Regions from separate parts of the Oryctolagus cuniculus genome. Here region 2 is linked to region 1. A link is a contact called in public Micro-C data. All regions are on one chromosome and are shown on one strand. The core of a region is the stretch at or near the end of the contact, and the rest is flanking DNA. Distances in the headings are between cores, read along the strand shown. Region 1 overlaps BFSP1 (beaded filament structural protein 1). Region 2 overlaps DSTN (destrin, actin depolymerizing factor).

Region 1 (6,219 bases), core at 1,942-4,441:
TGTTCTTGGCTTCAGATTAGCCCAGCTCTGGCTGTTGCAGCAATTTAGGGTGTGAACCAGCGATGGTTTTCTCTCACTCTCTCTCTCTCTCTCTCCCTGCCTCTCAAATAAATAAATAAATCTTTTTACTTTATTTTTATTTTTTTTGACAGGCAGAGTGGACAGTGAGAGAGAGAGAGAGAGAGAGAGAGAGAAAGGTCTTTCTTTTGCCGTTGGTTCACCCTCCAATGGACCGCACTGATCTGAAGCCAGGAGCCAGGTGCTTCTCCTGGTCTCCCATGCAGGTGCAGGGCCCAAGCACTTGGGCCATCCTCCACTGCACTCCCTGGCCATAGCAGAGAGCTGGCCTGGAAGAGGGGCAACCGGGACAGAATCCGGGGCCCCGACCAGGACTAGAACCTGGTGTGCCGGCGCCACAAGGCGGAGGATTAGCCTATTGAGCTGCGGCACCAGGCAAATCTTTTAAAAATTATTTATTTATTATTTTATTTGATAGAGACAGATCTTTTGTCTGCTGGTTCACTTTTCAGATGCTTACCTCAGTCGGGGTGGGCCAGGCTAATCCAGGAGCCAGGAGCTTTATCCCAGTCTCTCAGGTGGACAGCAGAGATCCAAGTACTTGAGCCATCCTCTGGTGTCTCCCTGGGTACCTGTCGGCAGGAAGCTGGCTCTGAAGTGGAGTGGCTGAGACTCAACTCTCACACGATACAGATGAACAAAGCAGGCGCCCCTTAGCTGCAGTGCCAAATGCCTGCCCTCTTTAACTATTTTATCAGGTTTCCATTGTGAGAAGCTTTACTAGTTGACATCTATAGGATTCTTTTGTGTCTAGTAAGAAGTAAAGGGCATAAAGAGAAGGTTTAACTTGAGACTTTAATGAAGGAACAATTTGCAGAAGGGTAGACTGGGTTGAAGGAATCAAGAAAGCATGACAAAGTGCCCAGGAATTAGCAAAACAGAAAGTCTGTACCACTCCCGGAGCCTAAAGGCACAAGAGGAAAGAACCCTGGAAGACAATGTTAGGAACAAGAGGGAAGCTGGAGGGAGCCTTTCTGATCTCCTGCCAGTGACTTTCTTTCTATTTTTTAAGTATTTATTTATTTTATTTGAAAGCCAGAGTTATACAGAGAAGAAGAGGCAGAGAGAGAGAGAGAGAGAGAGAGAGAGAGAGAGAGAGAAAAGAGGTCTTCGATCTGATGGTTCACTCCCCAGTTGGCCACAACGGCCAGAGCTTCGCTGATTTGAAGCCAGGAGCCAGGAGCTTCTTCCAGGTCTCCCACATGGGTACAGGGGCCCAAGGACTTGGGCCATCTTCTACTGCTTTCCCATGCCATAGCAGAGAGCTGGATCAGAAGAGGAGCAGCTGGGATTAGAACTGGTGCCCATATGGGAAGCCAGGACGGCAGGCATCGGCCTTACCTGCCATGCCACAGTGCTGGCCCCACCAGTGACTTTCATTTGTCAAACCAAGAGGGCAACATGGGCAGGTGATGCTTTCTGGGAGGGCCAGCTGCTTTGTCAGGTATAGGGAAAGATAGCAGTCAGATCACCATAGCCCCTGTCCAGATGACCTAATAACTCAGATGGCAGGAATAGGTGGTTCTTTGGATTTGGGTCAGATGCTGTCAAACAATATCAATCTTCTGTAAGCTGGTTACTCTTAGAAATTTCTTTTTTTTTTTTTTTTTTTTTTTGATAGGCAGAGTGGACAGTGAGAGAGAGAGACAGAGAGAGAAAGGTCTTCCTTTGCCGTTGGTTCACCCTCCAATGGCCGCCGCTGCAGCCGGCGCACCGCGCTGATCCGATGGCAGGAGCCAGGATCCAGGTGCTTTTCCTGGTCTCCCATGGGGTGCAGGGCCCAAGCACCTGGGCCATCCTCCACTGCACTCCCTGGCCATAGCAGAGAGCTGGCCTGGAAGAGGGGCAACCGGGACAGAATCCGGCGCCCCGACCGGGACTAGAACCCTGTGTGCCGGCGCCGCAAGGTGGAGGATTAACCTATTGAGCCACGGCGCTGGCTAATACTCTTAGAAATTTCATCAGAAAACTTCCTGTGGAGTTTAGGCCTGAGAGTCAGGGCTTAGTATCATTTACTGGACTCTTAAATTGGGTGCAGAATATGAAACTGGCTAATAAAATTGCTTGTGGGTATTATCTATCCTACTTTTTTTTTTTAAACATCTATTTTATTTATTTGAAAGACAGAGTTACAGAGAAGTAGAGACAGAGAGAGAGGTCTTCCATACACTGATTCATTTCCCAAATGGCCACAACTACTGGAGCTGAGCCAATCCGAAGCCAGGAGCCAGGGGCTTCTTCCGGGTCTCCCACATGGGTACAGGGGCCCAAGGACTTGAGCCATCTTCTACTGCTTTCCCAGGCCATAGCAGAGAGCTGGATCGGAAGTGGAGAAGCCGGGACTTGAACCAATGCCTATACGGATGCCGGCACTGCAGGTTGGGATTTTAAACCCACTATGCCACAGTGCCGGCCCCATCTCTCCTAGTTTCAAAACTAAACTGGGAAGTTCATGAACTTGGGGAGACAGAACATGCTGTCTTATGAGATATTTCAGACAGCTCCTATTAATATCAGCAGTAACGTGGCCCTGGGCCTATATAAGCAATGGATATCCCAAAGGTATGTTTGTTTCCTTACTGGAACGGCATAGTGACAGAGAAAACATACGTTGTGGCATAGTGGGTAAAGCTACTGCTTGGCATGCCTGCATCCCATATTGGAATGCTGGTTTGAGAGAGAGATCTTGCAACTGCTTGGTTCACTCTCCAAATGCGACAACAGCCAGGGCTGGGCCAGCCTGAAGCCAGGAGCCAGGATTTCCCATATATTTCCATCAGAAATGCTGCCTTGGATGTGTGTGCCCGGTCCTTTGGGATCCATCTCCTAATCGGTAAAAAGCAGGGTTTGGAAGGTGCTCTTTTTAGGGCAGAGTGGGTGTGCAATGGGCCGTGGTTCAGACGGAGGCTGACTCAGCGGGTGAGTGGTGGTGGGTCTGTTTAAGGATGTCACAAAGAGAAGTATAGAGCAGAAAATACAAATCCCATGACTCGGTTTTTATTCACAGAAACTATGACTGTGAAAGAGATTTCTTCCAACTCAGTCCAGAGGATGGCGCCTCCTGGGTTAACGACTTATCTCTACAGGCCTGAGGTCACGGGTGTGGCCATTTTCCTTGTGTAACCAGAGTGTGACAAAGTCTCAGTGACTAAGGCTGTGCCCCGTCAACCTGTGTGCAGGCAGGCAAGTCCGGGCGTGTCCCGAACTCCCTACAATCATTAACATCAGTGTGGTAGGATTTAAACTCTCATCCCAGCTATGAATAAAACCCTGGGTGCTGAGACCTTGATACCATCTTGTGAATCACAGGAGAAATTTTACATTTTTTTTTTTTGCTACCTTGAAGAAACATCTGTTCTCAGCACAGTTTTCTCAGAGGTCTTCGAAATCTGGGGGTGTGGCTTTTTCTTTGATTTCAGTGTCAAACTTACAGAACAGTTGCAAGGAATACAAGGCACTTCTCTACTCCCTTTACACAGATCCATCAATTATTTACAGTTGGCTCCGTTTGCTTTATTATTCTATGTGTTTATTTGTGAAATGCCCATAATTTCTTTATAGAAATGCATATACATATAATTTAACTTCTGCACCAGAGAGTAGATTTGATATTGTTGCCTCCTCATCCCTAACCCGATATGTCTTTCCTAAGAACAGGTCATTTTCTTATATATTACAAAACCAATGACCAAATCAGGTGTCTCTACTATGTTACAATATCATTATCTAATCCACGGTCTCTCATCAACCGTCACCAGTCATCACACTAAGGTCCCTTCCAGCCTTTTTTTTTCCAGTCCAGAGTCCAGTTCAACAGCATGCATCGTATTCAGGATGCCTTTTTTGGCGCTATCCATGAAAGAGACAAGGAAAACACTTAGGTCAGAAAGATTTGGGTTTTCCAGTACTGGCTTGAATTTCTTTTTCTTTTTTTAATTTATTATTTATTTGAAAGAGTTACACAGAGAGAGATGGAGAGGCAGAGAGAGAGAGAGAGAGAGAGAGGTCTTCCATCCAATGATTCACTCCCCAATTGGCCACAATGGCCAGAGCTGCGCCAATCCGAAGCCAGGAGCCAGGAGCTTCCCCCAGGTCTCCTACGTGGGTGCAGGGGCCCAAGGACTTGGGCTATCTTGTGTTGCTTTTCCAGGCCATAGCAGGGAGCTGGATCAGGAAGTAGAGCAGCTGGAACTTGAACCAGTGCCCACACGGGATGCCAGCACTGCAGGCGGCGGCTTTACCTGCTACGCCACAGCGCTGGCCCCTCAGTGCCCTCTTAACGTTAACAGTGTTTGAATCTCAGGCTGCCCTTTCCGGAACATCTTTAGATGAAGCACACGTGTGCAGCTGGAGAGGCAGCTAGCTTCTGAGTGTGTCTGTCACCCTCATGCTAACTCATCACTCCCAGTCGCACTGAGCAGTTTGTCTTCAGAGACAGGGGCCTGAAGGAGTGGGCTGCTGGGAGCCCGGGGCCTGTGCTTTTGCTGCTGGGTCGTTGACCACCTTGCTCGAGGTGGAACTCTCCGAGGCTGATCTGCCTCTGGAGCTGATCCAAGTTGCTGGAAAGGCCTCAAGCGGTGCATCTGCGCCTCCGTCTGCACCCCTCTTCTCTGCTTTCACCCTCTGTGGGATGAGCATCAACTTCAGTGCAGTGTGGCCCTCTTGTGGTGGATCTTTGCATGTTCTGGGGAAGAATCAGAATCAGAATGTAAGAGTCCTCAAGGAGCTTGCTAGGGCTGACAAACAGAATAACACAGACTGGGGGATTTGCACCTTAAAATCCTGGAGGCTGCAAGTAGTCTGAGATCAAAGTGTTAGCAGGAGGCAGGAGCTACATCTGTGTCTCCGATGTGGGTGCTGTGAACCCAAATACTTGGGCCATCATATTGTGCCTCCCAGGTATGCTAGCAGGGGGCCTCGTTGGAAGCAGAGGAACCAGGACAGGGACTGGCTCCATAGGGGATGCCAGAACTATGAATGGTTCTCCTTCAATTGTTGTAAGAACTGCTGTGGGCACCCTGACTACACGTCTGTCTTAGTATGCTCAGGCTGGTGTGACTTAGCATTTTTGGAGACCGCAAAGTCCAAGATCAATGAGTGGCAGGTTCAGAGTCTGGTGAGGGCCCACTTCCTCATTCACAGATGGCTGCGTTGCTGTGTCCTCACGTGTGGAAGGGGTAAAGGAATCTCTGGATCTGTCTCTATCACTTAAAAAATGGTGGCTTTTTTTTTGTTTGTTTCTTTGTTTTGTTTTGTTTTTATTTGGAAGGCAGAGTTACAGAGAGAAACATGGAGAGACAGAGATCTTCCATCTGCTGGCGCATCCACTTCCCAAATGGTCGCAACTGCTGGGGCTGGGCTAGGCCTAAGCCAGAAGCCAAGAGCCTCTTCCAGGTCTCCCATATTGGTGCAGGGCCCAGGCACTTGGGTCATCTTCCACTGCCTTCCCAAGTGTACTGGCAGGGAGCTGGATCTGAAGTAGAGGAACCAGGACTCGAATCGGTGCCCATATGGGATGCAGGCACTGCAGGAAGTGGCTTAACTGCTATACAACAATGCCTGTCCCCCTCCACCTCCCCTCCCCCTTTTAAAAAAGACTTATTTATTGACTGACTGATTTGAAAGGCAGAATGGGAGCTGCCTGCAGTGCCAGCATCCCATATGGGTGACAGAGTCCCAGCTGCTCCAATTCCAATCCAGCTCCTTGCTATGGCCTGGGAAAGTAGTGGAAGATGGCCCAAGTCCTTAGGCCCCTGCACCCACATGGGAGACCTGAAAGAAGCTCCTGGCTTCTGATTGGCTCAGCTCCTGCCATTGTGATCAGCAAGGGAGTGAACCTCTAACTCCTTTCCCTAGTAGGTGGGGTAGTTCCAAGCCGCCTGTTTTCTGTGTCTACCTGCATCTCCATTTTCCCACAACATTAACTTGCTTGGTGACAGGTGGCTTTGCCATCCCTGTCTCTTCTCCCTGCTGGTGCTTCCTGGCATCACCTCGCAGATGAACTCTGATCATGTACCACATTGGATGTGCCACAGTATATGGATGCTGGTGGTCCCATAAGGATATAAGGGGACACAAAACTTTTCACGTCCCAGTGATGTCACAGCATAACACATTAGTCATGTGTTTGTGGTGATGTTG
Region 2 (6,219 bases), core at 2,528-5,027, 66 kb before region 1:
GGCCTCACAGGCAGGGTTCAGGGAGCTGTCACCGGGAAGGCTGTGGCCTGGCTGTCAGATGTTTCGTCCTGTGGTCTCTGAGGTCACAGACACATCCCCCCATCCCAACGTCTCTGCAGAGGGGAGCTCTGGGAACCACTTAGATGGGTGGAAGCCAAGGAAGCACAGAGGCCGCTGGAGGGGGCCCAGTCTCGGCCTGCCCAGGAGCCCTGGGTTCCCAAGGGTCCTTCACTGGGTTCCCACGGTCCTTGTGTTCCCACGCAGCTGAAGACGCAGCTGGAGCGGACAGAAGCCGTCCTGGAGGACGAGCAGTCTCGGCGGCAGAAGCTCACAGCTGAGTTTGAAGAGGTGAGGCCCTGCTCATGGACCTCCGCCCATTCCCCCGGGAACCAGTGGTCATCACCACCCTGCCTGCTGTGGCTGCCACCGGGCCTTGCGCACGCAGGGGGTGGGTGCACAGTGGGTCCAAGGCTGCCCTGACTGCTGGTGCTCTGCACCACTCTGCTGCCTCCTTGCCTTGGGGCCCCACTACCCATGCTGGCCACAGGCTGGGTGCTTCTATCCCCAGGGGCCAGGGGGTGTGCCTGCTGGTGCCAGTGAGGCCTCACCCTGTCTGGCTCCCCTCCCCAACAAGGCTCAGACAGCAGCGTGTCAGCTACAGGAGGAGCTGGAAAAGCTTCGCGCCACCGGCCCCCTGGAGTCCCCAGGCGCAGAGGAAGCCGTGCAGCTGAAGGTAGGGGCTGGCTGGGGTGTGTGCCAAGGCCAGGGCCCTTCGTGGCCTCGGAAGGGTCAGCAGGGGAGAGCCAACCCCGCCTGGGCCAGCTCAGGCACCACCTGCATGGGGGCTGGGAGCCATGCTGAGGCCCCTGAAGCAGGTCCAGCCTTGCAGGGAACGTGGGGGACCAGGCCTTTCCTCTCTGGGGGACAGAAACTGCCCCCAGCACTCCAGTCCCCAGAGGGTAGGACCTGTGGGCATGGCTCTGTACACGTGACCCCCTTGGACCTCCTGTGCTGCAGGAGCGACTAGACAAAGAGAAGAAGTTAACAAGTGACCTGGGGCGCGCTGCCACCAAACTGCAGGAGCTTTTGAAGACAACCCAGGAGCAGCTAGCAAAGGAGAAAGACACAGTGAAGAAACTGCAGGAGCAGCTGGCAAAAACAGTGAGTGCTGCTCACGCGGGGCCGCCGTGCTGGCCTCCAGGGGCTGTGGGAGGTGCTGGGAGCCCCGGAAGGCAGGACAGGTAGGACCAACCACCCTGGGCGGGGGGGGTGAGGACAGACTTGTCACCTGGCCAGCAGCCCATAAGGCCTGGTCCTTACTCCACGCCTGCACGGACCCTTCTGTCCTCAAGCCCCACAGGCCCAGAGTCTGGTGGCCCAGCCTCCCCTTCACACTGCTCTCCACTATCCACAGGACGGGAACGGCGCCAAGGAGGGTACCTCCGTCTGAGTCTCCTCTGCCGAAGACCCTACTGTTAACTTTACCAAAATGCCTTACACATTCCTTTTACAAGTAAATCAGCCAACCGCCACAGCGTTCACCAGGCCCACCCTCCAGGGGCTCCGGGAGAAGCCATCAGAGACGAAGCTTGCAGACTGCCATTCGTCAAAGAACCTTTGTCTCGGTGGATAAACACTATGCCCGCGAGCCCAGCAGCCCTGGATGAGGGCTGCGCAACTCGGGCAGATCCTGGGGGTTAGCTGGGAGGCCGGGAGCTCGGATCTCCATGGCAATCAGTGCAATTGTTGTGTCTCCGCAGTGGGGCGGGAGGCAGCCGGCCCGGGCCAAGTGCTCAGAAGCTGCAGGGCAAACTGGAGGGCCGCAGCCCAGCCCCACTCAGCCTGGCTGCAGCCCCTGACCCCTGCGAGTTGCCAACCGGAACTGGTGTTACCTCCTGGATGTTAATGCCATTAAAACCAACGTTGTTGCCCAGCGCAGAAGTGTCGTCTGGTGCTGGGGCGCCCCCTGGGGGAGAGAGCAAGCTTGGGTCTCAGTTCCCTTGAGGGGACTGACAGCTCTGTGAAGCATGGGGATAAAACTTGCTGCTTCCTGCCCTTCCCATCGCCTCACAAGGGAGCAGGGCCTAAGACCCTGGTGGCCAGATGCGCTGACCACCCTCCCCTACCCATGAGCAGAGCTGTGGGTAGCCTGCGTGAAGTGAGCCCAGCAATGCACAGGGGGCTTGGCTGGCAAGGTCCATACCTCAGGAGGGGGTGGTACTGGCCAGAGAAGCACCTGGAAGCAGAGCCTCACAGGTGGAAGACCGGGTGTCCTTGGAAACCCGCAGCCAGGGCTCCTGGTTCCTGAGGGAAAACAACAGGAGCAGGAACTGACGCAGAAGAGGCTCAGTCAGCACAGTGCCTGGACCAAGCCAGGAAAGGGAGGTGGGCCTGAGTGGCAGGTGGCAGGCGCCAGGCAGTTATGTCCCGGAGCTGCCTCCCAGAGCTGCTCCACTTCCTTTCCCCTGGCCAAGCCTCGGAAGCCTAAGGAGGTGCCGGCTGGCCAATGGCTGAGCAAAGCTGGGCACTCAGACAGCACTTGCAGGGGTGGGGAGTAGCGGGCCTACAGCCAGAACTGCCCTGGGCTTCTGCACCCCCACGGTCCCTCCAGTGGTAGGTGCAACTCTTCTGGGAGTGTCCCTACCCCCCACAACCCCCAACTGAGCCTGGGTGTGGCCCTTGCTAGCCTGTTGGAAACAAGGTGCTAGGAGTCTGGGAAGTACCTCCCTCCAAGAGTGGGCTTAACCTGGAGCTCACCAGAAAAGGTGGCACTTGTTGGGAACCGCAGGCACAGAGGTTCAGGTATGCTCGGGGGTGAGGCAGGGAGGGGAAAGCACCAAGGAGCCACGTGGTGAAAGGCAGGAGGTGCACAGAGGGTTTCTCAGCAAGGGCAGACAGCACCTGCAGAACTCTGAGGTGGCAGAAGGGGCTGGAGCGCCGACCCCCTGGTTTCTGGCCAGGAGACAGTGGGAGGAAGTGACCAGTGCCCAAACCTGATGCCTGTACCCGCCCAGACCAAACCCCATGGAAATGAAGGGACCTCACCTGGTAACAGGTCAGGTTTCAAATCCACCTCCACACTTAACACTGGGCAGTGCATCAGCAACCTGGGTGAGTCAGGATGGGAGGGAAGACACTGGTTTTAGACTGCCATGAATAGCAGCTGCTGAGCCCCACAGTGCCTCAAAACGGACCCTGTTGTGTACCCAGTGCCGGAGGGCAGGCTTGTGGGGGGGAGTCCAGTGTACCAGTGGCCTTGGGCAAGGTCAGTCGTTTGGGGCCGTGGTGAGTGGCTGGGGAGCAGGCCAGACCTGTGCCTGCATCGGGACTCTTGGATTACCACAGTGGGCCTGGGAGCCTATGTTCCCAAGGATCGCCTCCCTGCCACACCGCAGACTTGGAGGCTCTGCTGAGATGCCCTCAAGGCCCAGGACTGCAGAGGGAAAGGGAGACCTTGGAGAGACTAGGATGCTGGGGGTGCCAAGCTCTGCCTTTGGGCTCCAAGAGAGCAGTGACTGCGCCCTGGATTCTGGCTACAGTCCCTCTCCCCAGCACAGTGAGAGCCCAGCGTCTGGCTCTAGGGCAGGAGAGGACAAAAGCAGCTGCAGTACATGTTGTGCGGAGCCCCCATCCGGCTGGCCTGGCCAATTCCCTAAGATGCCCCTGAGGGAAACTTCCGCCTGCAACCTGCACTCCTACCATAGTCCAAAGTTCTGCCCGCCTGCCTCCGCGGCCCTGAGGCCCAGCAGTGGCACCTCCCAGGCCAGCAGAGGGAGCCTGAATCTGCCAGGCATCAGGCAAGCCTTGCCCCCACACCTTCCAGGACAAAGTTCCACTCCAGCAGACAGCGGAGTGCTTGCGAGAGTCAGCATGCTACAGATTCCACAGGAGCCTGGCTCGTGGCCTGTCCCACAGTGTGGTGCTTGGGCAGCCCTGGACAGCTGGCTTCCAACAGGAAACGCTGGTCTTCCAAGTCCAAAAAAGCCTCCCTTAAGGGTGAATCCAACCAAGATCCCCAGAGATGAGCCAACACTTCGTGGAGGCCCACACACCCCGGAAGCAGCACCGCGATTACTGGAAGCCCGTCGTGCAGACAGGGCTCATAAGCCAGCTGACTGCTCACCTGTGGGCTACTGACCATAACGCACAGGCCCAGGGTCTGCAGGCAGCAGCTGGAGGAGGGAGCAGCGCAGGGCAGGCAGATGCGTAGGCCAGCTCCCGTCAGGTTTTGGTCAGCCCAGGGAACAGAAGAAATGTCTCCCTTCTTGTCCCTTTCACATCTCCTTTGGTAGCTCTGAGTTCCAGATGTTAGAAATGACCTCACCAGAGGGGGGAAGGGAATGGCTCAGATGAGAAACCAGGAGATGCAGGGTTTTGTCCCAGCAGTCACAAGTCAAGTGACCTGTGGCAATTACTTTACCTCTGGGCTGGCTACTAAGGGGACTGGCCAGAGTCCAAGGAGAGCCCTGGGCAGCCAGCCAGAGCACCGCAAGTTAGAAGCCTGGCTTCCGGAACACCCTCTCATCACTCTGCCACCATGCAATCCATGTCCCTTTTTCCGGCTGCAGCCCAACTGGGACCCAGTCCAGGGCCTATTACATTTCAGAAACAGCCCCGATCACAAAGCAGTATGTCCTTGGCGCATCCAGGCTCCGATGGCCCAAAGGGCAAGGCACCTGTCAAGGAGAAGCTGCCTTCCCAGGTGTGGAGCAGCCAGTACTCGGGGCAGTTTCACATGAAGGAGCCCACGAGACTGGACCGAATTCTGCTATCCACGTCAGTGTGTTCGCTGTGTCCTCAGAGACTACATTCTCTGGAACAACAAACATCATGGGCAATCTCTGAATTGTTAGCACTGGCTTTACTCACCTCTCTAAAGGCCAAAGAGCAGCCACTAGGTATCTGAACCCTAAGTCAGCTTCCCATGCATACATTTTTGTAATGTGTTTGCCAGAAGCAGAGTATACCTGCAGTTTTACTTCTAATAATTGTCAACTGAGGTCTAAACCCCCATTTTGTATTGGCCCCAACCTCAGTTGCCCTAGGAGTGGGTGTTTGGCCTAGCAGCCGAGACACAGATTAAGGCACCTGCATCCCATCTGGGAATGCCTGGAGTCAGATTTCTAGCTTCAGCTCCTGATTCCAACTTCCTGCCAATGCTGATCACGCAAATAACTGGGTTCTTGCCATGCCGAGAAACTTGGAATGAAATCCTGGCCCCTGGCTCTAGTCCCAGCCTCAGCTAATGTGGGCACCTGGGGAGTAAACCAGCATGTAGAAGCTCTCTGTCTGAAATTACTTAAAAACAAAAAAACACCACTCCCCCAGGTAGAGAGATGTGTATTCATCAGCATCTTCCAAACTTCTGGACTAAGAGCAAAGTGCTGTGGGAGATGTCTGCGTCACATTACGTGCCCAGCAGCCTGCACTGCTGCAGCAGAGAACGGCAGGTACTGTAGCAGGGTCACACGCCACAGCAGAAACCACAAAACGGACTCTAACACACCTGACCCAAAACCTGGCTCTACCTACAGACTGCCAAGTAGGGCAGCCTTGGGCCTGCGCGGATTGCCTGGAGGCCTATTAACATACGGTCACTCACTCAAAACACTGCTTTGCAGTAAACAAATTCGGGATTAAAGAATGACAATCAGCCAGTACTGTTTTATAGTAAATTCTGAAAAAGATAAGCTTGGCATTTTGGGGAAATTTGGAATAAAAACTCCTGTCACAAATACTCAGGCCTCGATGTCTTACCCCACATGGAAGGCAAATTCACACATGAATAATTACACAAGAGATTAAGTTATAAATGCTTCCTTTATTACATAAAGCCAGTAACTGCTACTTCTAAGTTTGACTGTGCACCTCTATGTTGTTCAAAGTGTTTTATGCCTGTGATGTTTAATGACAATCACTTCCAATGTCATCCGTGGCACCCGCTCCCCGCTTCACAGCTGAGCAACAGCTCCCAGGCGCGAGCACACACTCAATGTTCTTCCACACTGTACTGTCCCAGAAACAGCAATGCTTCGACAGAGACGCAATTTTTAAAAAATCACAGGTGTCCTAGCTCATCAATATATCATTTTATCATTTTCATTAACAAAGCGCATTACAATGGAGCCCTAATTTGCATTGTAATTAGTTGTTACAAGACACTGCACATTCTCCTGAGGACACACCACCAATTCCAAGATGCAAGGTGACTCTCCAGTC

Evidence for each region. A called contact is a pair of places that touch in the nucleus more often than the background predicts.
Region 2: a Micro-C map of ear pinna shows a contact between it and region 1, with 13 times the contacts expected there. The contact joins two enhancer-like sites. A contact is called at or near these places in 5 of 6 Hi-C or Micro-C datasets (ear pinna, liver, psoas muscle and 2 more).

What each region holds. Positions count from the first base shown.
Region 1 is chr11:42,553,648-42,559,866 of mOryCun1.1, reverse strand. The region is part of intron 1 of BFSP1 (beaded filament structural protein 1); the gene reads left to right. Among named protein-coding and RNA genes, the nearest start is that of DSTN, 28 kb to the left of the region's middle. Within about 2 kb of position 3,191, at least 1 of the 8 cell types and tissues checked has an H3K27ac peak or open chromatin away from gene starts, as enhancers often do.
Region 2 is chr11:42,619,974-42,626,192 of mOryCun1.1, reverse strand. It overlaps DSTN (destrin, actin depolymerizing factor), which reads right to left. Exons shown (of 5, transcript XM_070052118.1): 5 at 5,802-6,219. It overlaps RRBP1 (ribosome binding protein 1), which reads left to right. Exons shown (of 23, transcript XM_070052116.1): 20 at 265-348; 21 at 635-733; 22 at 1,018-1,161; 23 at 1,415-1,934. The coding sequence ends at 1,450. Among named protein-coding and RNA genes, the nearest start is that of BFSP1, 38 kb to the right of the region's middle. Within about 2 kb of position 3,777, at least 2 of the 8 cell types and tissues checked have an H3K27ac peak or open chromatin away from gene starts, as enhancers often do.